2 separate regions of the Mus musculus genome follow, and region 2 is linked to region 1. The links are chromatin contacts, called in public ChIA-PET maps. All regions are on one chromosome and are shown on one strand. Each heading gives the region's core, a stretch centred on a gene start, on an enhancer-like site or on the middle of the called end of the contact. The rest is flanking DNA. Distances are from core to core; before and after follow the strand shown. Region 1 holds the start of Ctsc (cathepsin C). Region 2 overlaps Tmem135 (transmembrane protein 135).

Evidence for each region. ChIA-PET counts read pairs in DNA pulled down with a chosen protein or histone mark.
Region 2: a contact with region 1 is called in an RNA polymerase II ChIA-PET map of memory CD8 T cells, with 6 read pairs. The contact joins the enhancer-like site here to the promoter of Ctsc in region 1. A contact is called at or near these places in 1 of 39 promoter capture datasets (frontonasal cranial neural crest), 2 of 484 Hi-C or Micro-C datasets (B cells and CD4 T cells) and 3 of 115 datasets of contacts at active chromatin or transcription factors (acute myeloid leukemia, bone marrow-derived macrophages and memory CD8 T cells).

What each region holds. Positions count from the first base shown.
Region 1 is chr7:88,276,569-88,279,601 of GRCm38.p6, reverse strand. It overlaps Ctsc (cathepsin C), which reads right to left and starts at 1,517. Exons shown (of 7, transcript NM_009982.5): 1 at 1,228-1,517. The coding sequence starts at 1,399.
Region 2 is chr7:89,246,680-89,249,712 of GRCm38.p6, reverse strand. All of the region lies in intron 4 of Tmem135 (transmembrane protein 135), which reads left to right. Among named protein-coding and RNA genes, the nearest start is that of Tmem135, 91 kb to the left of the region's middle. Within about 2 kb of position 1,397, at least 139 of the 459 cell types and tissues checked have an H3K27ac peak or open chromatin away from gene starts, as enhancers often do. A contact at or near this core is called in B cells, acute myeloid leukemia, bone marrow-derived macrophages and 1 more, where this site is marked.

The sequences.
Region 1 (3,033 bases), core at 268-2,767:
TGTGCCACCACTGCCCGGCCTCTTGTCCTTTCTATCTTCAGACCTTCTCTCCATGGGAACTTTCAATCTCTTCCCCTTCTCCTCTGTCTCCCTTCCCAAGGCTGTTTCCCTGATCTGTGATCTTGCCTCCCCTGCCAAAAGCAGTTTCCAAATAAACCTGAGATATAGATAGATAGATAGATAGATAGATAGATAGACAGACAGATAGGTAGATAGGTCCCTGATCTGGCTTGAATTAGCTCATTTTACCGTGAAGGAATAACTTATCAGAGACTTCATATGATAAGGCGATGCAAACCTTTTCTCTCCCTTCTGCCTCATCTCCATGCTCAAATTTAGAAAAGAAACAATTGTAGACACCACCCAGGATTAAGCTAAACCCAGTCACCTGGAATTTAGTAAATGACTCCTTGTTGGAGGCAGGGGAGGTGGGATATATGACAGCATTTATTCTACTCACAAGAAAACTACAGTTCAGAGTTGAGTTTCTCTGTGCAACTCTGACTGGGGAGACCATAAGTGTCACTCTTCTTATCTGTACTACTGTTTTCCTATATCCGAGGCACGTGGAATGCCCCAGTCTTCATTTACTACATACTCACTGAGAGCCAAGTGTTAGGCATTGCGTTTGCTTCCGTCATATCCAAACACTACTGTAAAATGTGACAAAAGAGACAGGAAAAAGCTTTTGTATATCTCTCGAAATTCCTTAAACAAGGCGTCCAGAAATGTCAAGGAAAGTAGCAGATAAAACAGGCCCAGTTTGAAGTGGTCTCTTCCCACTACCTCACAGGGAAAGAAGGAGCGCCCCCATTAGAAAGAAAAAGAAAAAAAAAAGAAAAAAAAAAAAAAAGAAAAAAAAAAAAAGGCTAACTCCTAGAGTCTGAGCTCAGCAGTCAAGACTCTGAATTTTAAAAACAAGAACCTGTCAGACCTGAGTGAAGGGTCAAGAAAGCAGTTCTCCACTCGCTTCTAAGAAATCAAAGCAAATAAAACAAGTAAAAAACCAGGGGCGCGTTTCCTTGAACATGAGTTGTGAGATAATCAGGAAAATAAGTGTAAAGTTAGAAGTTCTCAGCAGCTCAAATTCAACTTAGCGGCCCTGGCTCTGATCCCCCAAGGGGCCGTTCGTCAGCTCTTAACTCTCCAGTCACCCAGAAACGCCGGCCCCAAGGCAAGGACTCAGGGACAGAAAAGGACAACTCGGGACCCTGGGAAGCCGCTTACCCATCACCGAGCAGTTAATGTCGCTTCGGGAACTTCTAGGGCCCACCTGGAACACCCAGGTGCCCAGCAGATCAGGGTAGGTGCAGTTGGCAGGAGTGTCGGAGCGCACGGTGCAGACTCCCAAAAGCACCAGCAGCAGGACGGCGCGCAAGGAGTGGGTCCAGGGACCCATGCTGACGGCGCCCGCGGAGCAGATGGCAGAGAAAGCAAGTTCAACTGGAACACCACTCGATGGCAGTCAGGCGACCCTAGTGGCTCCCGCCTTAAAATACCCAAGAGCCCGGAAACCCAGGGTCCGCGGGGCGGGGTTACAGGGTGGTGAGAACAGAATGAGGTGGGGGAGGAGCGGCGAGGCTGTGAGGACGGGGGCGTGGAGTGACTGAGATGTAGGGAGGGACAGGGTGTGACTAGGTGAGGCAGCACGAGGTGGCCTGAGGAAGTTAGTTAGTGACAGTGTAGGGTGGGGACAGGCACCACTAGGAGGAAGAAGGAAAGTGGCCTTTGGGGACCTCTGCCTTTCAAGGAACGCCAAAGCTGAGAACTCTGTAGCGGTGTTTTGTAATGCCAGTGTGATTAAAATAGAATCTACCCTGTGCAATACAGGGTTGACAAGAGTCTTAAAGTCTACTGAGGCTAATTCTCTTTCTCTTGTTTTTGGTGCACTTTCCTGCATTTCTGACTCCGTGGAAAAACTTTACTAGCTAACCTAAGATAGTCTTGAGAATTTCTGTTCCATTTACCAAATCTAGCTTTTTATCTTCAGGGTTTTCTTTGGTTTCCGGTCTGCCTGTTTACCCGAAGATTTCAATTGTAGTGAACCTTTACAGGTTGGGTGAATCTGTTTTGTTTTCCCTCCCTGGAACTTTATTAGGATTAAGTTGAATGGGGTGGGGGTTGCGGGTGACTGGGGTGATCACATTGTGATCACATTGCTCAAGCCCTTCTGTTTTCAGAATGAAAGCAAGAATTAGAGAAAGAGGAAGTAGCTTGCTCAGGATGAAGTGGTCTTCTGAGCTCCTGTGTCAGGCTTTCCCAAGGGCGAGCTGAAGGGAGCATAGTTGAACCTTGCCTCCTCTGTCAGTCTTCTTGCCTGCAATTGTTAAGTAGTAATCTTTAGCGAAGCATCCTGCTCTTGTGAGAGCTGTTTTGAGTTGCCTGGCTGTTGTTGGCTGGGATCATGATCATTCTGAGCTAATCTGAGAATACAGAGATGAACCAGGCAGACTTGATGAGCCTCTTTGACCTAGTAGGCTTGTGCACTTTGTTTCTTTTTAAACCCCATCCCACAGATCACAGATATTTATGTGCAGACTTTTTTTTTTTTTTTTCCACTGAGTACATGCAGTCCGAGGAAGCAATGTGGTTGAAGAACAAACCACTTCTGTCTCTGAATTCTGCTTTAAAAACACTCAGGCTTCTAAGCCTGAAGGCACACTTTGATAGGGGTCCTTCTTGATAACTAAGGGGCTAGAGTGTTCTTTCATATGAAACTAGGCTACAAGAGCTAAATGGGGAGGAGCTGACACCTTCTAGATCTCAAAAGCCTTTATAGGATTAAGAATTGACATTGTATAATTAAGCTAGCATTTTCTTTTAAAGGCCCCATTACAGATAGCATCACTTTCCTAAATTTCTACAGTTTGTCGTTGTTGAAACATTTTACTAAATGATCCATATCTTAGAGCTAAACGTGGGATCTGGGAATTCCTTTGATGGACATAATCAAAGTAGAACACTTACTTGTTAAAAAGAAATTAAAGCAGCCTTTCTAAAGTCAATGGCAAAGATTGTGGGTCACTTTGGATT
Region 2 (3,033 bases), core at 148-2,647, 970 kb before region 1:
AAAAACAATCATTACACTAAGAATCTAAAGAACTTTTTACCACTTCTGTTGATTTCTCAGTGCTTTAACACGGTTTACTATCTGCCCAGTGCCCTAGCACAGGGACAGGCAGACCTCGTCTAATAATAGTGAGTTAGAGAGTTCTTCAAGTGGTTTCTCTTACAGAAAATAGGATAAAAGCTCGAGTATTAGGAAAAACAGTCAAAGGCACATGGGAATTTGCCCCTTCTAAAATAGCTCCTGGCCAGTTTCTCATCCAAAATTACTGAATGAAAGTATTTATAATAATTTACACATGAAGACAATGCTTAAATTTAACTATTAAAGGTACCAAACATTAAGTATAAAATTCTGAAAATATATAATTCAGGATTTAATTAATACGTGACTGGTATTGTTAATTTTTTCAATAATTTTTTTCATCTTATATTATGTCTAATTTAGAAGTTATAAATTTCCATAAAATATATGAAAGCATTTGATGTGTACATGCACATATCCATATATGCATATATAGCATGATATTCTCTGTAGTTTCATCTGTCCTCTGGAGTTGTAGGACATATCCTACCCCCTGGGTAGAGAGTAACAAATGGACAGAGAGAAATATTAGAAAATCAAGGATAAAGAAAATCCCTTGAGATTACTACTGCTGTTTCTTCTCCATACATTTCTATAGATTTTTTGACACGCCCACATGCACACACAGGCACATACATTCACAGTCTTAAACTTAGTATTGCATCTAGGATCTATGAGATTGAATTTCTTATCTGGTATTATTATTAAAAAGTAGTCTTTCTTGATAGTGTTTTATAACAAGGATTTGTAGATATCTACCCACCCATAGTCACATAGGAAATGTCAAATGAATGGTTAGTATTAAACATCTTAAGTGGAATGAAAACTCTAGGAGTGGAACATTTTTAAAAACAATTTTCTGTGAGATAGTTACAAGTACTGACAGTCTTCTACCCCATCCACTTCCCTCCCACACTTGTTAGCACTGGCTTAGGTACAAGTAAATTAAAACCCTTCAGGTAGAGGTCAGAGGAAAATTACACACTCCAGTGCTTTCCAATAGAACCCAGGGCAGCTTAGCTTTACTGGCAGGATGCTTTTAGATTGAGACATACTTAAACTACTAGTGGAAAGAGGTGGCAAGTCAGTTGATTTGAGTACTAAAGATGAGATTTGGATCAAGTTCATTTGGATATTAAAGAAAAAGAATTTTGTCTTCAAATCATGTCTCCCTAGATAGCTTTCCCTTTTATCTGTGATTTGAGACATAAGAGTAATTTGATCCGGTTTTGAGAAACCATTGTTTACTTTATCTCAAGTGATTGCTTGCTACATCCGCCTTCCAGGCTTCCTCTATGAAATCACCTTCCTGAGTTGTCTGGTTTTAACAGAAACCGGAAGATGTATGGCACACTGCGGCATGCCTGTCACCGAGAGTAGAGTAAAAGCAAATGCGTCATTGGTGACAGTTTTACAAGTAGATCTTTCAGCTAGTTTTATGTGCTTCAGTAAAATCTATCGGTGAACTCATTGATGTATAATTTATGTTGGGAGTATGTGAACAACTCCTTTCTCAACAATGGTCTACTTTGAATCTCTTATCAAATTATATTGAAATTGTACTGTATTTTTGCAACTTAGCAGACTGTCCTAAAAGATTTTAGTTTTTAAATTTTTTTATGTTCACATTTTGATGTCAGCTCCTCCACGTCCCAGATCTATGTGTGTTGGCTTGTGCATAGGAACTCTAGGGATTGTAACCTCCCATCTAAACAAATGCACAAAAGGTTGTTCTTATTTACAAATTTTGCTTTAGCAGTTAAGTCCAATTGACAGTCCGACCCAGGCCCCATATGCCCTATGCGTAGACTTGCTTTGCCTCGACAACTTGTAAGTTGCCTCCTTCCTTTGTTGTAGCTCTAGATTTAGTCCAACAGCAATGAATGTTTTCCAGCCTCTGCTTGACTTCATTCCTAGGCCACCTCCTCTCTTCCATCTCCTTGTTTTCTTTTTGCATATGTTATGTACTGTCATTCTGCCTTAAAGTCATTTTTGTCATTCTCCCAAGATTATTCTTTCTTTATTCAGAGAGAAAAGAGGAGCAAAAGGGATTGGGTAAAGCAGAGGTAAAGCAGGGAGTAGGAGGGAGAGCTCAGGTTTATTTATGTTTTCCTTGTGGCACCATTTATAGAGTGCTGTGCATACTTGTAACTCCAGCCTCTGCAGGCTCATTCTTGCTCAGTCTCTGGACTCCCTCTGTTCCTCCTTCCTTTCTGGCCACCCACTTTCTATATGACCATTAAAAACTCAACATGTAGATTTAAAAAAATACTGTGACCAACTCAAAGCCTTAGGTCTGGCCTGGGTAATAGTTGAGCTGGTCAGTCTACCACTCTCTTGCACCTACCTGCACCATAAGGATGAGCTCTCAGCACTGCCCTGGCTGCTTGCTCAGTGTTGCAGCCAGCAACAGATGGGTAGAGCCCATCTTGCTCTCATGCCCTCAGGGCTGGCTTACCTGCTCATGCCAGCAGGGCTAGCTCTAGTGTGCTGCCCATGCAAGGGCTGGCTTGCTCTTGCTCTCCTGACTGCTCGAGCTTGTGAAGATACATATCTGAGTTTTTAACGGTCAAGTAGTCTCCATGACATAGGGCAAAACCTGGGTAATCTCTGGAGAGGAGTCCTAGTGAGGTGTTGCTTCTGTCTCCGACCAGCAGACGACACAGCGTTCTTCTCAAAGCAGTTTATTCAGGAACCTTTCAACATGCAAGCAGGACTCTCCTCTAGCCCCCAATCGCAATCCCTTATATAACCCCTTAACCACGCCCCATTAGCTCAGTCCGCATAATCTCACTTCATTGGCCTTCGTCAAATGGCCTGATCTTGTGTCATGGTGCACCTGCGCAGCTCTCATGATGGACGTGGCTTATTTTCGGGTGTATGAGGAAGTCAGGTGCAAGTCATAAGACTTGGCTGCAGTCCCGGGCGCCATCTTGGGACTACCGCCACACC